Regions from separate parts of the Mus musculus genome. Here region 1 is linked to region 2. Evidence: chromatin contacts called from public promoter capture Hi-C data. All regions are on one chromosome and are shown on one strand. The core of a region is the stretch at or near the end of the contact, and the rest is flanking DNA. Distances in the headings are between cores, read along the strand shown. Region 1 holds the start of Ptprs (protein tyrosine phosphatase, receptor type, S). Region 2 holds the start of Ticam1 (toll-like receptor adaptor molecule 1).

Region 1 (6,822 bases), core at 348-2,847, 200 kb before region 2:
CGGAACCTGTGTGGGAGGAGTAGGGGCAAAGGAGGAGCAGGAGTCTGCTGTGACTGAAGCAGAGGTAGCGATGGCCGCCCTAAGTGGCTGAACACATAACCGGCTTTGGGTTGATATATTGTTGCCTGTCTATGCTCTGTCAGCTGCAGGCCGATTGTTCTGTTTTGTTACTTCTGTGTAAATGGCATTTAACACAGCGGGGATCTGAGAGGGGATGAATGGCCACTGGAAGCTTCCAGACTCTCAGACCCGCGGTTTACATGTTCCCCTTCGCTGCTCACGAGGACCCAGGGGGCAGAAGCGGTTACTCAGTTCGGACAAACAAGGCAAGGCCTGGTTCCCTCCCTGATGGATGGCCAGTCTGCTCTGGCATGGCCAGTCCTGCCAGCACCCAGCTCCATAATATATGAGTACACACTGTGTGCAGCCAACAGTGCCATACACCTGCAGGGACTATGCAAGGATGTGGACATCTCCACAGAGTACCCAAACTTCAAGTACCTGCTGTGCATGAGAGAAACTACACTAAGGGCCCCTGAACACTATGCAAACCTCCGGCACCTTCTACGTGCTCCAATCTCGACTAGCACCACGTACGTCAATCAGGGTCACCCCAGTCAGGCAAGAGGACAAAGCCGTCTCTGCTAAACTGGCCGCGGTGCAGGCTCTGGGAAGCCCTGTTCTTAATTTAGGCTCCTTGTCAATTATTCATGGCACTCTTCCCCGTTTATGACCCAGTCCTTCCGCCCGGACTCTTCGGCTCCAGGCTCTTGCTCATGTCTCCAGCTCTGGGCCGGAATGAATGAATTCCAGAGGGGAAAAAAACCCAGACTGTAAAACAAAATCGTTTCGTTATTTGAGGCAGGGTCTCAGGTGCAGTCCACACTCGACTCACACTTGCAGCAATTCTCCTGCTGCTGTCTAAAAGTTTCGCACCCCATGCCTGTGACTACTCTTTTCTTTAAGGTGTTTTTCAGTCTTTTGCTGCATTTCATCTGTTTGGCATGTCTAGTAACTCAGTGGACATGGGTGTGTGCATACATGTGGAGGTCAGCGCCATAGGAGTCAGATTCCTCCTTCCACTATGGGACTTTGGGGATTGAAGTCAGGTTCTCTGGCTTGGGCTGCAAACACCTCTATTTGCCGAGCCATTTTGAGCCCCACCCCCACTTTTAAAAAATTTTTTTTAATGCCCAGCTCATCCTCCTTTTCCCAAGCTGGTCTCGAATTCATTGTTATCCCAGGCTGTTCAAAAACGACGTCCTCCTGCTTCAGCCTCTTCAGCCAGCAAGGCGGGCTTGATGGGAAAGATTTTAGGGAAAGGATATTTTGGCCAAAGAAAGCAGAGTGGGGAGACAGGCAGGAGGCTCAGGTCATCCTCAGTGTAACTTGAGGCCAGCATGGGCTACAACAGAACTTGAGTTTAAAAGGAATCCAGAGGAGACAGGCCGGGCCACGTGTCCCACGTCCCACGTGCTCCCCGGGCCTTCTACAGGCTCCTGAAGCACGTGACCCAGCAGCGCCTCCTCACTGGGCAGGCATCTGCGCGCAGGCGCAGTACTGTACACGGCCAGGCCCCAGGGCCGCGGCGGCGGAAGGGGTGACGTCACCGGCTGGGGGCGCGCGAGCCGCAGTGGGGTTTTGCCCCGCCCGCCAGGCAGCTCGGGCCGCGCGCACACGCGGAGCCGCCGGAGCCCGGGCCGACCCGGTGCCGGGAGCAGCATGCGGAGCCCGCAGGTACCGGGGTGCACGGGGCGCACGGGGGACACAGGGGGCGGGGTGGGCGGCGCCGGCTTTGTGCTTCCAAGCTTCTCCGCCTTTGTGCTCCGAAGGGGGTCCGGGCTGCAGCCGTAATCGGATTCTGCAAGAAGGAGAGGGATGTGGAGGACCTGGAGGGATGGAGCTGGAGAAATGGGGACCGCGAGGGTTGTGGACCCGGAGGGACAGAGACCCACAGAAACGGGAACCGGTAGAGACAGGGTCCAGGAGGGATGAGGACGCGCGCGGGCGACTTGGCCCGTACCCAGGGTCACCGACTGCACCAGCCGGGCGGGGACGCGGTGTGCGGTGCGCGGTGTCAGCGTCTGGAGCTGCAGACCGGGCCAGGCGCCTCAGATCACCTGGGGCTTCGGTTCCACCCTTCTGCGGTCCGGGCGCCCCCAACCCCCGACCTCCCCCAGCTTTGGGATTGGGACTGCTCATCCACCCTCATCCTCGCGATGCGGGGGCCTGTGGGGAACCCCGGGGAGCCAGCCTGCGGCCCTAAGGCCCCCGGTACACCCCAAGAGCCCCCCGACTGGCTGAGGGTGGTGACGTCACCGGGGGCGGGGACTGGGGCGCAGAAGGAAATGGGGTCCGAGAGCAGGTACCCCCGTTGCAATGCGAGCTGGGTCAGGGCCAAGTTCTCTGCTCATCGTGGAGCCTCTTCACCCCCAAACCCCAGCACCACTATGAGCGAGGATCCTTTTGATTGCCACACCCCCCAAATCCCTGTGCGTTACCCCTTTTCCCTGCTCTCAAATCTGCCTCCATATGCCCCCGAAAACCTGCAGCAGGTGTGAGCGCCCATCTTCCCGGTCACCCCTCACCTCGTCTCTCCCTCCAGTAGAACCTCCTAACGGTCACTTCCCCGGGTGTCTCCTGGCCTGGCAGGGGTTCCCTTACGCTCACTTTCCAACCTGAGCAAGGATGTCCCTCCCCCAATAAACCGTCCTTGGTGCTCACATGGAGACCTCTGAGGTGTCCCAAGCCTGGATGGGCACTCGGGGATCCAAAGAGTCTTCTACAGAGCAAGAGGGATCCCGAGGGTGTTAGATTGGTGGACACATCCTGTTCACCCATCTTTCTGCACCTGGATCCTGGGTCCTGGCTTCTGTACCCCCCGGGGGGTGCTGCTGTCTCTATGGTGCAGATAACGGCCGTCTGCTTTGTCTGGGCTAGCCTGGGACCCTCCTACTCGGGCTCTGGCCTCTCTTGCCAGCTGCGACTCCTTCCTTCATTAAAGGCCGGGTAGTGGGAGCTGCCATTTGCATAGACTCCCCTCCCCCCTGCCCGGTCTTTTCTCCTTTCTTTGTGTCCCTCCCCCTGTCAATCTCCAGCTGCCTTCTGTCCCTGCTCCTGCCTTCTGCCAGCTGATTTCTTGGCGGCTGCAGGCGGGCAGCTGGAGCTGGGGGCGGCTTCCCGCCCCGACCAACCTCAGAGTCCCCAGCTCGGAACAGTGGGGGGACACTTAGGTCCCAGATAATGTCTGTGCCTGGCCTCCGGTCCGTCTCCCTGCCCATCGCGCCTGGGTCTCCAGAGACCCACAAACTCCCGTCCTGTCCCTTGTGGGGCCCCAAGGAGTATGGGGGGGACACACCCTCACCATGACATTGCATTTCTTCTTGGGGATGGCTCTCCCACCCCCAGTCCCCCGGGGGAAACCAGCCACCCGCCACTGAGATTGCCCTGAGCATCCTCCTAATTGGGCTCAGGGCGAACGAACCGTCGCGGGAGCCCGGGCTTCCAGGCGAGCTCTGCGGCCGGTATCGCGCCCTGGAGGGTGACATCCGTGTCCCCGGAGGATTGGGGGGCTGTGGCCAGGTGCCAGTCTTGGGGCGGCGCCCGCAGGGGACAGCGATGCCGACCGGGTGTGGCCAGGAAGGCTGAGGTCTGTCCGCGGGTCCCATGGGATTGGGGGCTCTTGGTGTGTGGCAGGTTCACAGAAGGGGACCCCACATCCACGGTCCCCACGCTGCAGTGTGGCCGTGACCCTCCGCACACTGGATTAGTCTCAGAGCCTCTGGGGCCCTTGTCTCTACCCCAGGAAGTCGGGGTGTCCTCGTGTCCCTCGTGGACTCAAAGGCGGCCAAGTGCCTCTTGGTGACTCAGTTTCCCCTGCTGCGTTGACTCTGTGTGTCTCTCGGTGTCCGCGGACCTGTGGCTTCGCTGATGTCCCCACCTGCCGCGTGGCCCTGTCGCGCTGGCCCCGCGCTCACCTGTTCCCTGTGTCTCAGCCGCCGCGTGGGGGAAAGGAGGGAGCATCGAGAAAGTTCGGGGTGGGGGCGAGCCAGAGGAAAAGCCTAAAAATAAAGATAGATATTTATAAACCCGCCGGGTCGGGGGACACCTAGCAGCGCTGAGCCCTGTCTGTCGTCCTGAGCCCCACTCGTCTGCTTGTGACTTAGCCGGAGGGGAGAGTCTTGGAATCTGGTTGGGATAGTAGAATGTTGCGTGGTTGTGGTTTCCTTTTTGGGGTGTCCCTCAACCGAGGACCCTCGTGAGGGAGAGATATGTGCCTAAGATAGGACTGTTCTCCGTCTGCTGTGCATCCCAGAGCTCATCTCTAGTCCTCTCTGGTCCAGCGTTTGGATGAGGAAAGGTCCCCGCCACTTCCTCTCCCTTGCACCTGACGTCCCAGAAACTAGAAGCCTCGTGAGGAGGAGGCCGCCCTTCCTCTGTCCTCTGTGGCCGGTGCTGGGGGTCGTGGGGGAGGCTGCACTTGGTGGACAGCCACACTACGATCAAGATCCACCGGAGGGTCCTCAACGAAGACCCCGGACGCACCAACAGGGGCAGAGTCTCCCCTGAAATCGGGACAGCGGGGCTGGGGGGAGGGGCAGGACTACTGGGGGAGCCAGGGCTGCGGGGCGGGGAAGAAGGGGCTGCTGGGGGGAGAATAGAGCAGCCGGGGAGCGAGGACCACGAATTGGGGGACCTGCGTGTGAGGCGCAGGGGGCTCTTTGACCTTTGGGATTAGGAGCTGGGGTTTGCGAAGAGTGACCAGAGAGGGCAATTTTGTCTGAGGTCGCACAGCACGACAGTGATGTCAGGGTCGCCCCATCTTGATCTCCGGGGCCATGTGTGGCTTCCCTGTTTTTCTTACATATAAAAAAAAAAATAGCGCCTTGTCTCTGACGCCCCGAGGTGTCGTGTCATCTTCCATGCGTTCAGGCGACAGGCGACTCCGCTTTAATTTAGTCTTTTCTTCTTCCTTCTGCCCTGCCCCGCCCCCTCCACTCCGCCTGGCGGAGCTGCGGCGCATTTCTCCGTGGGACCTGTAGTTGAGAGGGCTTCTATGGTCCGTGCCCTGCACTCAGTCTTTACCCGCTTCCTTGGAGCTGACTCAAGCCCCTCCCCCCTTTTGGGAGATCCCTTTTGCTTTAGGGTGACCTCACTGTTCCCCCGGTGCTCTGCTGTGCCACCCCTGCTGCGTTTCCAGACTACGCTGTCTCAGCTCGCTGCCACCTTATCTGTCCCAGGCTGCCCAGGGGGAAGCCACTCCGTGACCTCGCGCGGGCGGGATCGGATGTCGCCTCCGTGGGGTTGTTTCCCTGTGCGCCCCACGCCTGTGGGTGTTTAATCGAATTCAGCTGATAATTAACCCCTTGATTAGCAAATAAAAGGATGTGCGGTGTGGTGGCCCGTGCTTACACCAGACGGAGGCCCAGAGAGGATCCCCGTGTTCCCGTCACGCAGCACGAGAGTGATACTCTGGGAATTAGAGAAGGGACCGTGCAAAGGTTCAAATCCCATGTCTGCGGCTTGCTGGCTGTGGTCTAGGGACAGCTCGACTTCTCTGTGCTGTTGTGTTTTCCCCACCTCTGTGAATAAAAGAGACAGTACCCACCCCGGGGTTTATCGGGAATGTATACATTGGGCGCTCAGCGGTTAGGACCACGGGGTGTCCTGCTGCCTTGAGGTTTGTTACTGAGTTTTGCATGAGAGTTCTTGTTGAGTCTGGCATCCCCCAGCCTCATCTCCAGCCCCTCCAGAGCAGTGGATGACTCAGCGCTGCAAACTGGGGCGTTCCCCGCCGCTGGCTGCCTAACCAGGCTGCCCCACTTTTGCGGGGCGGTTAGGGGCCCAAGGTGGGCGGGAATGACCTCCGCGGGGCTCTGGGATTCCCAGAGTTCTGGAAGGACGGCTTGCCTACAGCTCCTTAGATGGGAGGCTCAGAGGTGTGAGGCTAGCCCGGACTATCACATCCAGAAAGGGGGGTCAACAAAAGGGCTCAGCGGGTAAGCGCTTGTGGCCACACGCTGGAAGCCACAGTCGCTAAAATGGATAAAATAAAAAGTTGATTTTAAAAAGTTCAAAGAGGAAACACTCAGCCATTTTCCCAGAATTCTCCAGTGTTAGAAGGGACAGCAGATCTGAGGAAAGGGTCTGGGAGGGATGGCCCAGAGAGGGAGAGGATGTCCCTGAGGCTACACCAAGCAGTGTGGAGTCAGCTGGCCCAGTGCAGTAGAGGAGGCTTGGAACCTACCAGTAGTTAAAAGGGGGAAACTGAGTCAGGAAGCCACAGAAAGAGCAGCTTCTCAGTGGTCGATGTCATTCCAGTACCCAGGAGGTTGAGGCAGGAGGATCAGGAGTTCAAGGTCATCCTGGGCTACATGGGGGGGGGGGGGCTGCAGTTGAGGCTAGCCTGAGCTACATGTCATCTATGTCACCAGTACTCAATTTGTGTCACATGTCACCCCCCCCCCCATTGGCATGAAATTGGGCATTTTACTCCAGTCCCCTGGTCTCTAGCTTCCAGAGGACCTAATGGAGCGAACAAAAACTCTGAAGTCTGGAGGTGGCCCCCCTCCTCAGCACGGCCCTCCACAAGCCAGGACACATCTACACAGGAGTCATGCCTGTCCCCAAGTTTCCCCAGCTGTCAGTGTGTTGTGTCTACATTATCCCAGGGATCCTTCAATGACTGGGGGACAGCTGGTGACAAGTGGTTGGGGGTGCCAGGAGCCTGGGCTACCGTGTCCTTCACATTCCGGTGAGCCCTGGTACAGGCACCAAGGCCACAGAGAGATAAGGCCCTGCACAGAGAAGGTTAGCGACTTT
Region 2 (5,930 bases), core at 1,141-3,640:
GCTGGGATTAAAGGCCGGCTAGCAAGAGCTTTTCTAACAGACCCTGATACCTGGCCCAAGAACCCAGCAACTGTGACAGGATAGACAGCTGGGATGTTGCAATTGTTTCAGATGAGAAAGTGAGGGCCGAGTACACTGTTCCTCAAATCCTGGGGCTCAGTATTGCCTTAATAAATTTTATATGCATCAGAGGCCAAGTGGATGGTGTATATGTGTGTTGCCTTCCTAGGAGCTGAGCTGCCCTGACATCCCTAGAGACCTTCTTCCTTCTGTCTCTACTCTATGCACAGTGCGAGTCTTCCCACTTTGAATGTTGGACGTGATCACTTGTGACCCTGTGGGGACAGCAGGAAGGGCCTGCTGCCTATTTTCCCTCCGTCTCTGTGATGTATGGAGAAGGGTCAGTGTGACAAGCTGAGCCTGCCAAATATGCCCACAGTCTGTTCCCCTTGATCTCAGGGAAGGTGGGGACAAGAAGATCTGGAGTTCAGGGTCATCCTTGACTACCTAGTAAGTTTGAAACTAACCTGGGCTACTTTGAGACTATGTTTCAAAACAGCAAAACTCGGGGCAGGAGAGCTGCCTGCTGTGGTAAAGTGCTTGGAGTTGTTTGGTTTGCGGTAGAAACTGAGAAAACTTACTTCAGAGACAGAAGCTTAAAAAATAAAAGCTTTATTTTCTGCACTGGCAGGGAGGTGGCCAGTTGGGGATCTGAACCCTGATGAGAGACTGCACGACGCTTTTTATAGGATGGGAACACAAAGCGAAGGGGACCTGGGTACTGACCAATCATATCTTGACACAAAGGGTTAAACAAGGACTTAACACTGGTGACTAGGTCTTATCTGGGTCACCTGGTTTCAGGGTCCTTGAGTCAGCTTTTACAGCCTAGTCCCCTCCTGGACTCTGACCTGGAATCTAGTGTGGTGAAGGACCAAAGGAGTGGGTGAGCCGCAGTAGTCAGTTAAATCAAGGCAGGGACACACTAACGACTTGTGTGCTTTAGTTTGGATAACTGGAGAACAGCATCTTCCTTCCTTACAGCCTTCACTGGCTAACAGACAAACATGAAAGATCTAAGAAGCAGGATAGGAGTTGTATTCTGGGGCCTGGGAACATGAACTCAGTCTTGACCCTGCCAGCAAGATAGAACTTGTTTCTGAGATGGCTGGACTCAGGAAACTGTCTCCTAAAGATGTGACCAAGAGCAAACACTTGATGTCAACCTCCAACTTACACAAATACGTGTGCATATGTAAGCATGAAAATGTGGAGAAGTCCGTCTGCTACCTGCTTTGGGGAGATGAGTGTCCAGAGTCTGGGAGAGATTGAGTTCAGTGGCATGAGGCAGATACTCCTGCCTAGACTCCCCAGCAAGAGGGTGGGGTGGTTCTCCTTTGTGCACCTCATCTTCCAGTCATAGTCCTCTGGGAACTGCTGCTTTTCTGTTTTCACAATTTAGTTTTATCAGTTTTAAAACATGCCATAGGGCTGGAGAGATGGCTCAGTGGCTAAGAGCACTGGCTACTCTTCCAGAGGTCCCCGAGTTCAACCCCTAGCAACCACATCCATCAGATGTGGCTCACAACCGACTGTAATGAGATCTGATGCCCTCTTCTGGTGTATCTGAAGAGAGCCAGAGTGTACTCATACGTAAAATAAATAAATAAAGCTTTAAAGTATGCCTGTAATCTCACCATCTAGCTGAGCTAGGAGGATAGCCCCAAGTCCCAGTATGCATACACAGACCGTTTCTCAAAAGTAAATACCCAGAAATCTCCGACAAATCTTTGTGTTGTGTCTCTGTGACGGCTCAGCAAGTAATGGTACTTGCGGTTCTTTGACCTACATTCATACATGCCTGCATGCACATACATACACACAACACCAAGTAAAATCAAGTAAAGAATTAAAAATATTTACAACCTAACAGTTGTATAAAACCTTGTGGCCTCCAGCACTTCTGTTTACTTATCTTGTATGAACTTATTTTTGAGATGGAGGTCTCACTCTGTGGGTCAGGCTTCCTTGGAACTCTGGGCAATCTCTCTGCTTTAGTTTTCTGTGTGATGCTGGACTGACAAGTGTGAGTCATCAGGTTCCCAGTGCACTTAGCCACATGGTGCTTTGCGAATCCCCAGAGTATGTCACTAGCTGAGCTCTTTGGCTAACAGCTTAAAGTTCTCTGTGGGCGGAGGGTTCCTTCTTCCTTTCCCCAGCTCTGGCCTCACAAAGTACAAGTCCTGCCTAGTTCCACGTGGCGCCAGGACACTGGGCGGGAGGGCAGGGCTTGGCTCAGCTAGATAAGATTACACGCTGACTTCATCCCCCCCCTACCCCCCCCCCCAGACCCGGAAGGGAGGAAGGGGCGGAACCGAACGCTCCCTCCTCCCTTCTCTCTCCTCCTCCTCCAGCAGCCACCAGGGACCGGGAGATCTACCAGCTCAAGACCCCTACAGCCAGGTAGGATGAAGGCAGAGGGAACAGGACGGCGGGCCGGCGGGCATAGGGTCGGGAATAGATGCTGGGCCGGCCACCTGCAGGCTGCCAGGTTCCTCAAGTTCTTTCCCATGGATACTCAGATCCGCAATCCAACTCCTAACTCCCAAACCAGCCCTGTGACCCTGGGTGCTCGCTCAGTTCCTAGTTACCCCCCCCCCCCCCCAACCTCCATGGCTAGATCTTCTAAGTCCCAGGTCTTCTCCAGCCCCAACAGCGAATCCTCAACCCTCTCCACCCTCAATCCCTCCCGTTGTCGCTATTTCCTGATCAGATCTGCTTTCTCTACCTCAATGTTCCCTGTCAAAATTCCTGCCCCAGACTAACACAGACACCATCTACTACTACCTGTGGGGACTGGCTTGCTGCACCTTCTACAGTCAACTATTTCCGGCCCCTGGATACATGCAAGGTCACCCTGGCAGTACAAAGTCCCTGAGTTCCAGAGCTGACAGTCAGCAGAGCCTGGAGGAGGGCCCCCCTGTGCCAGAGACTAAGTTCTGCCAGGGAGAGAAGGCCAGGGAAGAAAGAAAGAGGCCTATTTACCCCATCCACTCACCATCCACCCATCCTGGTTTCTGCTGTTCTGGGGATATCACACAGTCTCTTAGGCATGCTGGATGCTTTTTTTTTTTTTTTTTTTTTTGAGACAGGGTTTCTCTGTGTAGCCCTGGCTGTCCTGGAACTCACTCTGTAGACCAGGCTGGCCTTGAACTCGAAATCCACCTGCCTCTGCCTCCCAAGTGCTAGGATTAAAGGCCTGAGCCACCATTGCCAGACTGGCATGCTGGATGAGTGCTTTACCCACTGAGCACATCTCCTCCCTCTTCCTAACTCTCCCCTCCCCCTCCCCTTCTCCTTCCCTCCTTCTTTCTCTCTCTCTCCTTACTCTCCCCTTTCCTCTTCCCTCTCTCTTAAAAATAACTACCTTTATTTTTGTGTCATTTGTGTTATTTGTATCTTTTTTTTTTTTTTTTTTTTTTTTTGGTTTTTGAGGCAGGGTTTCTCTGTGTAGCCCTGGCTGTCCTGGAACTCACTTTGTAGACCAGGCTAGCCTTGAACTCAGAAATCTACCTGCCTCTGCCTCCTGAGTACTGGGATTAAAGGCGTGCGCCACCACGCCCAGCTGTGTTATTTGTATCTTAAGACAGGGTGTATCACTATGCTGACCAGGCTGACCTGGAACTTACCTAAGTGGACCCTGATCTCTTGGGTTCAAGAATCCTCCTGTTGTTGGGCAGTGGTTGTACATACCTTTGATCCCAGCACTCAGGAGGCAGAAGAGGGTGGATCTCTGAGTTTGTTTTTTTTAAAGATTTATTTATTATATATAAGTACACTATAGCTGTCTTCAGACATTCCAGAAAAGGGAGTCAAATCTTGTTACAGATGGTTGTGAGTCACCATATGGTTGCTGGGATTTGAACTCACGACCTTCGGAAGAGCAGTTGGTGCTCTTATCCGCTGAGCCATCTCACCAGCCTGGAGTTTGAGGCCAGCCTGGTCTACAGAGCGAGGTGCAGGACAGCCTGGGCTACACAGAGAAACCCTGTCTTGAAAAACCAACCCCCCCCCAAAAAAAAAAACCCAAAAACAAAACAAGAAAGAAGAAAGAGGGCTGGTGAGATGGCTCAGTGGGTAAGAGCACCTGACTGCTCTTCCAAAGGTCCGGAGTTCAAATCCCAGCAACCACATGGTGGCTCACAACCATCCGTAACGAGATCTGACTCCCTCTTCTGGAGTATCTGAAGATAGCTACAGTGTACTTACATATAATAAATAAATAAATCTTTAAAAAAAAAAAAAAAAGAAAGAAGAAAGAAAGAAATCCTCTGTCTCAGCTTTTCAGATATAGCTTGGACAAGAGGAAGCTGCTGCCCATACATGGTGGAGGCAGGAGGATCAGAAGTGTAAGGTTATGCTGGGCTACATAGTGCAAGGCCCAATCCTGTCTTAGCGACAAAAAAAGCAAATAAAACACAAGTACTGTGTGTCCTGCTCTGTTTTGTCTATTCACTGCTCAGTGTGTCAATAAACATTTCTCTCTCCTGTCTGCTCTCTTTCTCTCCTCTCTCTGCTGCTATCCTCTTTCCTGGCTGGGAGCTGAATGCAGGGCCTCATGTATGACAGACAAGCGCTCTGTCAAGTCAACTGCAGCTCCACACCTCAGTGTGCACTTATTAGGCACTGGCTGTGTACCAGGCACTGTCCTGTTCCTATTGTTCTCACTATGTAGCCCTGGGAACTCACTCTGTAGACCAGGGAGGCCTCAACTCTGAGATCCTCCTGCCTCCTCCACTGCTAAGTGCTGGGATTAATGGCGTGCACTACCAGGCCCATCGGTTTATTTTTATTTCATTTTGTTCTTCCACCACATGGGTCTCAGGAACTGAACTCAGATCTTCAGACGTGGAAGCCTCTCAAGCACCCTTATCCACCCAGCCATCTTGTCGACCCTCGTGGAGCAGTTATTGTGCACCTACTGTGTGTCAGGCACTCTAGATACAGGAACTATAGACAGTTGTATCAGAGCCCTGCCCCTGTGGAGTCCCCAGATTGGTCAGGTAGGAGGACATTAGTTAGTGTGAGGTTGTGAAGAGTTGAGAGATGACTCCAGCAGGTGTGTTGAGAGAGTTGCCCACTGGGGAGGCCAGTGGGCTACTGCACTGAGGTTTTGTTCCCAAATGGTTGCTATTGCTGTCTGAGGGACAGCCGTGCAAAGGTCCTGAGGTAGGACAGTGCATTTCAGTCACAGCGCAGTAAGGTCAGAGAGAAGAGAGGGACAAACGATGCTGTATCCTCTGACTGGTGCCCCCTCACCCCACAGTCCATCCTCTCCACAGCACACAAAGGGTTCCCATGAGCATAGATGAAAGTTTCCTCCCTGTGACCTGCCCACAGCTTTCCTGGGCTCCCACCTCCCTGCAGCCCACCAGGCCCTGGCCGCCCTGGCCATTCCTGCCCTGCCTCCCTCTGCTCCGGCCTCCTCACTACTGCAGCTTGCCAGGATCCTCTTGCTGTACATGGGGCTGAGCCCTGTGTCCCAGGGCCTTTGCACTGAGTGCTCTCCGGAAGAACTCACCTTCAGGGGCGATCAACTCTGTGGTGCCCTCCCTGAGGCATCCTTCACCCCGGGTTCCGTCTCAGGCTCATTTCCTCCAGGGCACTTTTATTTCTTGAAATGACCTTACACGGTTGTTCTCATTTCCTGTTGCTCTGACAGAGGTCAGCAGCATCTCCTGCCGAAGTGGCCAGACACAGTAGGTGTGGGAGAACTGGTCAGCCTATGAGGGGACTGCACAAGTGCGGGGTGAGAAGGCTGGACGTGAGAATGGAAGTAGAGTGTCCTAGAAATGGGTAGAGTTTTGGTGTGGTGGGGAAGTCAGGACTGGGACTTGGTTGCTAGGGCTGTGTGTGTCCTCTGCTCCAGG

Evidence for each region. Promoter capture Hi-C pulls out the DNA fragments that hold promoters and counts their contacts.
Region 1: a contact with region 2 is called in a promoter capture Hi-C map of embryonic stem cells. The contact joins the promoter of Ptprs here to the promoter of Ticam1 in region 2. A contact is called at or near these places in 14 of 39 promoter capture datasets (the 3T3-L1 cell line, the C10 cell line, the HPC-7 cell line and 8 more), 1 of 15 datasets of contacts at CTCF or cohesin (CD8 T cells), 7 of 484 Hi-C or Micro-C datasets (CD4 T cells, cerebellum, cortical neurons and 3 more), 5 of 115 datasets of contacts at active chromatin or transcription factors (bone marrow-derived dendritic cells, bone marrow-derived macrophages, embryonic stem cells and 1 more) and 3 of 9 other capture datasets (adipose tissue, liver and pancreatic islet).

The regions. Positions count from the first base shown.
Region 1 is chr17:56,471,255-56,478,076 of GRCm38.p6, reverse strand. It overlaps Ptprs (protein tyrosine phosphatase, receptor type, S), which reads left to right and starts at 1,597. Exons shown (of 33, transcript NM_011218.2): 1 at 1,597-1,737. It overlaps Gm32822 (a long non-coding RNA gene), which reads right to left. Exons shown (of 4, transcript XR_385656.4): 1 at 2,725-6,822; 2 at 1-1,861. Gm9258 (a long non-coding RNA gene) reads left to right here and starts at 1,804. Exons shown (of 1, transcript XR_105855.2): 1 at 1,804-2,729.
Region 2 is chr17:56,273,227-56,279,156 of GRCm38.p6, reverse strand. Ticam1 (toll-like receptor adaptor molecule 1) reads left to right here and starts at 2,390. Exons shown (of 2, transcript NM_174989.5): 1 at 2,390-2,463. It overlaps Plin3 (perilipin 3), which reads left to right. Exons shown (of 8, transcript NM_025836.3): 8 at 1-195.